2 separate regions of the Sminthopsis crassicaudata genome follow, and region 1 is linked to region 2. Evidence: chromatin contacts called from public Hi-C data. All regions are on one chromosome and are shown on one strand. The core of a region is the stretch at or near the end of the contact, and the rest is flanking DNA. Distances in the headings are between cores, read along the strand shown. Region 1 holds the start of OASL (2'-5'-oligoadenylate synthetase like). Region 2 holds the start of FICD (FIC domain protein adenylyltransferase).

The links. A called contact is a pair of places that touch in the nucleus more often than the background predicts.
Region 1: a Hi-C map of fibroblasts shows a contact between it and region 2, with 16 times the contacts expected there. The contact joins the promoter of OASL here to the promoter of FICD in region 2. A contact is called at or near these places in 2 of 2 Hi-C or Micro-C datasets (fibroblasts and hippocampus).

Annotation. Positions count from the first base shown.
Region 1 is chr1:20,218,557-20,222,951 of ASM4859323v1, reverse strand. It overlaps OASL (2'-5'-oligoadenylate synthetase like), which reads right to left and starts at 2,725. Exons shown (of 6, transcript XM_074295971.1): 1 at 2,286-2,725. The coding sequence starts at 2,483.
Region 2 is chr1:19,573,299-19,578,013 of ASM4859323v1, reverse strand. FICD (FIC domain protein adenylyltransferase) reads left to right here and starts at 1,373. Exons shown (of 3, transcript XM_074295912.1): 1 at 1,373-1,464; 2 at 2,452-2,794; 3 at 3,250-4,508. The coding sequence starts at 2,509. The coding sequence ends at 4,325.

The DNA of each region.
Region 1 (4,395 bases), core at 1,476-3,975, 640 kb before region 2:
GAAGTGCCTCTGCCCAGCATTAATCAGCACAGTTCAGAGTCTCCTCAAAGTGTCATATCCTAACTCTGACCACAATACTTGGGGCTCTCCTAAAACTGCTGCTCCCCATCTTTGGCCAGGGCAGCCTGGGGCTCTCCTCCTATTATCATAGCCAGCCCTCCCAGCTGTACCTTTTTTTTGCTTCTACATACCAGGTACATTGAGGACAAATTTGGCCATTTTTTGGGTCTCCATTTTTTCTAGCTCTGAGATAAACTGAGGGCCTGAGGAAGATCTTAATTTAGAAAGGCCATAGTCACCCACTGCATCAGGGCCACCACAGGTCATCTTGATATGTCTTGCCATCAAACTCTGCTGGTTCTGTAGGAGAGGGAGGCTGAGGACTTGGCCTGGCACTGTGCTAAGCACCTGACAAATCTGACCTCCTGTCATCCTCACAAAAACTTTGGGAAGTAGATGCTGTGGTTATCCCCATTTTAAAGTTAAGGAAACATACAGGTAGACTTGCCCAGCATCACACAGGTGGTAACATTGTCTAAGGCTGGATTTGAACTCAGGTTTTTCTGGTGCGAGGCTCAGTACTTTATCCACTGGGCCACCTAGCTTCTTTTCAGCTTTCTGTGTTTTGCCTATAAATGCTTCCAGAGGAAACTTGTACAAACTTCTCCCCTCTGTTGTCCCCCCAGGAATGAAAGACTCCATCATATAGCTGAAAAGTCAGGGAGGGGCTCAGGATAGTCATAGGGACATCAGTGAAAACTAGTGACTTGGATATATCCCATTAGAGAAAATGGAAGAAGGGAGAGAACTAGCATTTATTAAGTACCCACTATGTGCCAGGCAGTTTACAGATATTTTATTTGGAGATCTGGGAACTCTAGATCATTTTCTCTTTTTATGATAGGATATTAGATCTTGATCTGCAAAGGACCTCATCCACTAAACAGTGCAATCCTCTCATCTTACAATGGGAGAGAGTGAGATCAGGGAGGTGAGATCTCTTACAATGAGAGAAAGTGAGATCAGGGAGGTGAGATGTCTTACAATGAGAGAAAGTGAGAATAGATAGGGAGGTGAGATGTCTTACAATGGGAGAAAGTGAGAATAGGGAAGTGAGATCTCTTACAATGAGAGAAAGTGAGAATAGGGAGATGAGATGTCTTACAATGAGAGAAAGTGAGAATAGGGAGGTGAGATCTCTTACAATGGGAGAAGGTGAGAATAGGGAGGTGAGATCTCTTACAATGGGAGAAGGTGAGAATAGATAGGGAGGTGAGATCTCTTACAATGGGAGAAGGTGAGAATAGGGAGGTGAGATCTCTTACAATGGGAGAAGGTGAGAATAGGGAGGTGAGATCTCTTACAATGGGAGAAAGTGAGAATAGATAGGGAGGTGAGATCTCTTACAATGGGAGAAAGTGAGAATAGGGAGGTGAGATGTCTTACAATGGGAGAGAGTGAGATCAGGGAGGTGAGATCTCTTACAATGAGAGAAAGTGAGATCAGGGAGGTGAGATGTCTTACAATGAGAGAAAGTGAGATCAGGGAGGTGAGATGTCTTACAATGGGAGAAAGTGAGAATAGGGAAGTGAGATCTCTTACAATGAGAGAAAGTGAGAATAGGGAGATGAGATCTCTTACAATGAGAGAAAGTGAGAATAGGGAGGTGAGATCTCTTACAATGGGAGAAGGTGAGAATAGGGAGGTGAGATCTCTTACAATGGGAGAAGGTGAGAATAGGGAGGTGAGATCTCTTACAATGGGAGAAGGTGAGAATAGATAGGGAGGTGAGATCTCTTACAATGGGAGAAAGTGAGAATAGATAGGGAGGTGAGATCTCTTACAATGGGAGAAAGTGAGAATAGGGAGGTGAGATGTCTTACAATGGGAGAAAGTGAGAATAGGGAGGTGAGATCTCTTACATTGGGAGAAGGTGAGAACAGGGAGGTGAGATCTCTTACAGTGGGAGAAAGTGAGAACAGGGAGGTAAGATATCTTACAAAGGGAGAAGGTGAGGAGGGAAGGTGAGATCTCTTGCCCAGAGTCACCCCAGGAGAGACACAGCATTGGAATCTTTATCCCATAACTTAGAATAGCTTTTGCTCCAGGAGCCCTCCCCTCCTCCCTTCCCTCTCCCCAAGGGCAGCTCTGAGCTGTCTCTATCTCCTGGGCATTTCTGCTTCCCAGGGTCCTCAGGCAGTCCAGCTGGCTATCCATTCTCTGACTTCCTCCACACTGGATGGAGACAAGGTGCATGGCCACTCCCAGAACCTCCTTGTTCTCACCTTGACCACCTTCTTCACCCTAACCTCCCGATCCAGGAAAATCGGTGTATGGAAGCACTGTTCCCTCAGGAAGTTCTCGACCCTCCTAAAGACATCCTTGATCTCCTTCTTCCACTCCACATCTGGTAGGAGGTTGTGAGCCACAAAGGCATCCAGCCTTTTGGCTGGGGTCTGGTACAAATCAGAATAGGACGCCATCTGGACCAGTGGCTACCTGTTGTTGTTGGTGGTGATCTTTCCTTCTCCAGGAGGATCAATGACATCACAAGGATGATGTTGTCCGTCTTAATATCTCCTCCAGAATCATTGAAGTTTCGTCAAGACTCCGTTTGTTTGTGGCAACACCCATTCAATGACTCAGAGCTAGGGAAGAATTGAGGAAATAACTATCACTAAAATATTGATTTGGAGAGAAATTTTAGAAATACTCCAGGAGTGGGGCGGGATCCTGCCCAGTGGCCAGCCCACGTCCTTAAGGGAGCCCATCTTCATCCAGGGGGAGGACACTGTCAGGATACACTGGACAGGATGATGGGGAAAGTTCAGCTGGCTTTACCCAGCTGTCACTTTCCTGTTCTGAATCAAAGGGAGCCCAAGGGGTTCCAGGGGACCACAGGGGACCTCTCTATTTCTGCGCCACCTTAACAATCTGGTTGGAAAAAAGAGAAAGAAATGAAACTAATGCTAAGCTCTTTTTGTATTCCCATCCCAGTAAGTTTCATTTCTCTCCCTTTTGAAGAAACTGAAACTTTCCTGATTCTTCCTATTGTAGAACACTAGGGGTCACTGTTTGACCAGTCACTATCCCCATGGGGACTCCCTCTCCTCTACCTTTCCCTTTTGCTTCTCCTTCCCTCTCTTACTGTGCACCTGCAGAATCAAGCTTCACTACCCTGGGTGTGTCTGCTTCTCTCATATCTCCTCTCCTCTTTTATTTCTCCTCTCTACCTCCTTCCTTTCCCCTTTTCTTCCCTTTACTTTCTCTTTCCTTCCCTCTCTCTCTTCCCTTCCTTCCTTTCTCTCTTTCCCTTTCCTTTCTCCTGTCCTGCTTTAATGAGCATGGGATCAAACCCCACACTTTCTCATGCCCTTCTTCTTTGAGGAATCTTAAACAAGAGTAGGGTCTCTGCATCTTTTCCTGAGTCTGCAGCTATCCCCTAAGTGACAGTCCCAGCCACTTCAGACTTCACTGCTCCTTCTAGGACACTTTGCTCAGAGTGCTTCAGAGCTCAATGCTGGAATCCTGACTTAATTTCAGGACAAGCACATCTTTCCTTGGCCTCCCTTTAAATCACTCAATTTCAGCAAAAAAATTGTCAAGAGCCTACTCAGGACAGAGCTTTGTATTGACAATTTGACATTGATGCAAAATTTTAGTCAAGTTAGGCATTTCAGTTCAGCAGAAAGAGGGGATGGATAACCATAATATATATATATATATATATATGTGTGTGTGTGTGTGTGTGTGTGTGTGTGTGTGTATTTGTATGTTTTTTTTTTTTTTTTTTTTTTTTTGCTGAGGCAATAGGGATTAAGTGACTTGCCTAGGATCACACATATTAATATTTGCTAAATATTAAATATTTGTTAAAATATTAAGTTTTGAGATTTGAACTCAGGTCCTCCTAACTTCAGGGCTGGTGCTCTATCCAATACACCACCTAGCTGCCCCTAATGTATATATATTTTAAGTGCAAAAGAGATCTGAGTGGGATCTGAGGAAGAAGGCAGGTATTGACCAGAAGGATTTTGGAAGACTTTTTTTTTTTTTAATTTTTTATTTTATTTTATAATTATAACATTTTTTGACAGTACATATGCATGGGTAATTTTTTTACAACATTATCTCTTGCACTTACTTCTATTCAGATTTTTCCCTTCCTCCCCCAACCCCCTCCCCCAGATGGCAGGCAGTCTTATATATGTTAAATATATTACAGTATAATTTAGATACAATATATGTGTGTAGAACCGAATTTTTTTGTTGCACAGGAAGAATTGGATTCAGAAGGTAAAAATAACAGTTTACATTCATTTCCCAGTGTTCCTTTTCTGGATGTAGCTGGTTCTGTCCATCATTAATCAATTGGAATTGGATTAGCTCTTCTCT
Region 2 (4,715 bases), core at 124-2,623:
TGGTGGGACAAAGAGGGGGAAGTGACTTGTGTGGGAGGAGTAAGAGAAACTTGGGTGGTGGAACTCACGCTCACTCGTACTTGTGACCTGGCGTTGGAGGCAACGGTAAAGATCTAGAATAAAGACATTTAATGATCCTGACTCCTGCTGATTTCTGGGAAGATAAGAGTTCCAGCAGATAAGTATGAGTCTAAATGTGAATTCAGTTCTTCTGACTCCCATAGCCTTTGGGATCTTCTCTAATTGTGATCCTCCTTAATCTATGCTCAACAGAGGATTGAAGAATGCCTTGGGTGAATGGGGAAAGACTCACTGGGATAAAGATAGAGACACTGCCCAGAAGAAAATAGTTGGGATGGGGTGAGATCATGAACAAAGAGAGAAGGAAGAGAAGATAGAAAGAAAAAAGAAAGGAAGGAAGGAAGGAAGGAAGGAAGGAAGGAAGGAAGGAAGGAAGGAAGGAAGGAAGGAAGGAAGGAAGGAAGGAAGGAAGGAAGGAAGGAAGGAAGGAAGGAAGAGAAAGGGGTAGGGAAGGAAAAGGAAAAAAGGAAAGGAAAGGAAAGGAAGGGAAAGACAGACAGGATAGATAAGTAGGTAGACACAGAGAATGGATAGATTAGAAACATGGATGAGTGCATTGATAAGACACAAAAATAGACAGTAGATAGACGAGATAATAGAGACTAGATGTATGACGGGATAGACAGAGATGACAGATGATAGGACAGATAGACCACATTCTCTTGGGGAAAACCTTAGCGACACGCGACACGCAGTAGGCGTATAATACACGCGCGCGGACGCGCTCTCCCTCCACTCTCCCTTCCTGCTGGTCCCTCCTTCCCTTCTTCTCTCCCACAACTCCCCGGATCTCGGGCAGGGCGGGGCACACAGTAGGCGTTTAATAGATTCCAGTTTATTGAGTGCCGGATTGGTGGGTAGGTGGGGTGGGGTGTCGGCTCTGCAACCCGGAGAAGGGGTATTAGGTGAGGGGCGAGGAAATTTATTGCACTTCTAGAAGTCGGAGCAAAGCACCTTTTCCGCCTAAGCACCGAGACGAGAAAACTGTGGCTTTGGCCCCGCCCCTGATGCTTCCAGCCCCCTCTTTGACCAATAGGAGGGTGAGTAAGCCACGGCCCCATCTAGGCCCCGCCTTTTCCTAGGACAGTCCTAGGGCCCCAGTGGAGCACCCACCTCCGCGGTGACTATTGGCTGCCGCTGACGGAAGACGGACTAAGAAAACAGCCAATAGCAGCGCCACACGGAGTTTTTCCCGGGAAAGCCGGGTCTGTAGAGTGAAACCGGAAATGGAAGCGATCGACAGGTGGAAGTGGCCAACCAGGAGCGGGGATCGAGGATGTGGGGCGGGATCAGAACTGGACTGCGGGACCCAAACCGGTAGAGGCAGAGGCACCTGCGAGCAACACCCTAGAAGCGGAGCCGGAGCGTGGACGGGCGCCGCAGGTGAGGGGAGATGGAGGCCAGGGAGGAGCCGGAGCCGAGGCCGGGAACGGAGAGTCGGGCCAGGGGATGGGGAGCGGAGAACAGTGCTCCGGCGATCCCTGAATGGGACATTCAGGGTCCGGGGCCCCCTTGGCCGTGACATTCGATCTCCGGCCCCCTGGATGTGACGTCCCACGTTCGGGCCCTCCCTGGGAAGCGACCGCGTCCTTAGGAGTTTGGGCTGTGACATCCAGTGCTCCAGGGGCCTCCTGAATGTAATGTTCGGGGCTCCGGGAGCCCCCGGATGTGACGTTTAATGTTTCCCAGGCTTCCCCCTGGCAGTGGCCGTCTTAGCTCCTGGGGCCGCCTGCTGCCACATTCAAGGCTCCGGGCGCCTCCGGAGACATTCGGGGCCCCAGGGCCCGGCCTGAGACTCCGGGACCTCCCGCGGGGGACGGTGCCAGACACTGGGTGCAGAGCCCACCTCTGCCCGGTCCTTTTCCCGCCGTTTCGGTCCCAGGCTCTCAGCCGCTGCCCTGGCACGTCCTGGGAGGGGAAGGGGGAGGGGAGGGACAGGGCCACTGCGGGCTGGCCTGTGCCAAGCGCTTCACGGCTGTGTTTTCATTTGCTCCTCAGGACACTCCTGGGGGTTTGGTGCTGTGATAGCCCTAGTTTATAGATAAGGAAGCTGAGGCAGGCAGGGCTGAAGCGAGGCGCCCACAGAGCCAGAAAATGTCCCAGGCTGCGTTTGAACTCAGGTCTGAGTGCAGCTAGTGCTCCCACCCAGTGCTCCCACCCGGGGGCCCAGGAGCAGCCCAAAAGGGGGAGGGTCAGCCTCCCCTGCCCCGCCCCTTTCCCTCCCTCAGTCACTGGGAGGCTCCCCAGAGCGGCCCTTAGGAGAGGGGGAGGGGACCAGCGTCCCCTTCACCGGGTCCTATTTTTCACCTCAGCCCGGTCGCTTGGGCCCGCGCCGCGGCGGTTCTGACCAGCCTGGCCGCCTCCTTGCAGATGCTGCTCTCCCTCGCCGACGGCGGCCATGCTTGCGGGATGCGCTCCTGAGACCAGATGACCTTCATGTCGATGGCCACGGTGGTGGCGGTGGCGGAGCCGAAATGGGTGTCGCTGTGGGGACGCTGGTTCTGGGTGGCGGCCCTGCTGGGCCTGCTGCTGGGATCCCTGTTGGTGCTCTTGCTCCCCCTGGGGGCCGTGGAGGAGCAGGGCTCCACACTGCAGAAAGGACTCTCCTTGCTGAGGAGCAAGCTGGGAGGAGGACAGAAGTCTCCCAGCACAGGGCTCACCGTCACCACAGGAGGGATCAGTCTGCTGGTGGTCAAGCCTAAAGCGTCTGCAGGTGAGAGACGGCGTGTCCTAGAAGAGGATCCGGGGGTCTCAGTGCAGTCCAAGAGAACACGGCAGCCCAACGGCTGTTTGGGAAGCGGAGGGAGAGAGGAGGGAGCCGCGGCCGCCCTGATTGTGCAGACCCCCTTAGCCAGCGCCGCGCGTGCTGTGCCCGTGGGACACGGAGATCGCTAGCAGTGCTTGCTCACAGAGAGGGGGCTTTGAGGAGGGCAGAGGGCGGCAGGCTTGGGGGAGCTCTGGTCCTTCTGCCAGGCCCCAGAGGGGCGCACTCGGGCACGACGTGGTGAGAGCTGGAACAAAATAGACTGAGATCTTCCGGGGGGACCAGAGGGCCATTGGGTATAGTTTAGACAAAGTGGCCTCAGAGATTCTCCCGCCGTCCTCCCATTTTCCACATAAAGCGTGTCCGTGTCCGTCCTTGACCACCTGACTTTTGGTGTCTTCCAGACGTTAAGCTAGAAGCCCGAGCCGCCTTGAACCAGGCCCTGGAGATGAAGCGGCAGGGGAAGCGCGAGAAGGCCCACCGACTCTTCCTGCACGCCCTCAAGATGGACCCCAATTACGTGGACGCGCTCAACGAGCTGGGCATCTTTTCTGAAGAGGAGAAAGACATTCTGCAGGCCGATTACTTATATACCAAAGCACTAACCATCTCTCCCTACAACGAGAAAGCGCTCATCAACAGGGACCGGACGTTGCCCCTGGTGGAGGAGATCGACCAGCGCTACTTCAGCATCATCGACAGCAAAGTGAAGAAGGTGATGTCCATCCCCAAGGGGAGCTCGGCGCTGCGGCGCGTCATGGAGGAGTCTTACTACCACCACATTTACCACACCGTGGCCATCGAAGGCAACACGCTGACCCTCTCCGAGATCCGGCACATCATCGAGACCCGGTACGCCGTGCCCGGGAAGAGCCTGGAGGAGCAGAACGAGGTCATCGGCATGCACGCGGCCATGAAATACATCAACACCACTCTGGTCTCCAGGATCGGGTCCGTCACCATCAGCGACATGCTGGAGATCCACCGGCGGGTGCTGGGTTACGTGGATCCCGTGGAGGCCGGGAGATTTAGGACTACACAGGTGTTTGTGGGACATCATATTCCTCCCCATCCTCAAGACGTGGAAAAGCAGATGGAAGAGTTCATACAGTGGCTGAACTCGGAGGACGCCATGAATCTGCACCCGGTGGAATTTGCCGCACTGGCCCATTACAAACTGGTCTACATCCACCCCTTCATCGATGGCAACGGCAGGACCTCGCGCCTGCTGATGAACCTCATTTTGATGCAGGCGGGCTACCCTCCCATTACAATCCGCAAGGAGCAGAGGTCCGAGTATTACCACGTGTTGGAAGTTGCCAACGAAGGGGACGTGAGACCCTTCATCCGTTTCATTGCCAAGTGTACCGAGACCACCTTAGACATGCTGCTAATTGCAACCACTGACCATGCCGTGGGTTTGCCAGAAGCAAATCCCAACCATTCTGGATGCAAACAAACTATTCCTGTGAAAACGTAAATCTCGTTTGGCTTAAAAAGTATAGCAGGGATTATTTTGCAGGAATCACACAGAAGCCTTGAGCGTTCCTACTGGGAAACGAGTCTTCTCACAAAGAAGACTTAGAGAGCTAAATGTTCTTGACCTAAGAATGTTCGTTTTAGTTTGGATTTTTTTTTTTTTAAAGAAAATCAGTTAAATTAAGCCTTGTCTCTATAATAATTTATAAGCTAACTATGCCAAATTATTTATTTTGGATTTTAAAGCAGGCAAAAAATGCAAGACGTTAACAGCCAAACTCTGGGCTGGGCATTAAGAGGCTTTTTTCAGGTTATACAGGGAAGTTGCACTGTGGGCCTCTGTCCCACAGGTCCCTGTACATTCTCTCTGTTGAGGGACCATTCTGCCAAG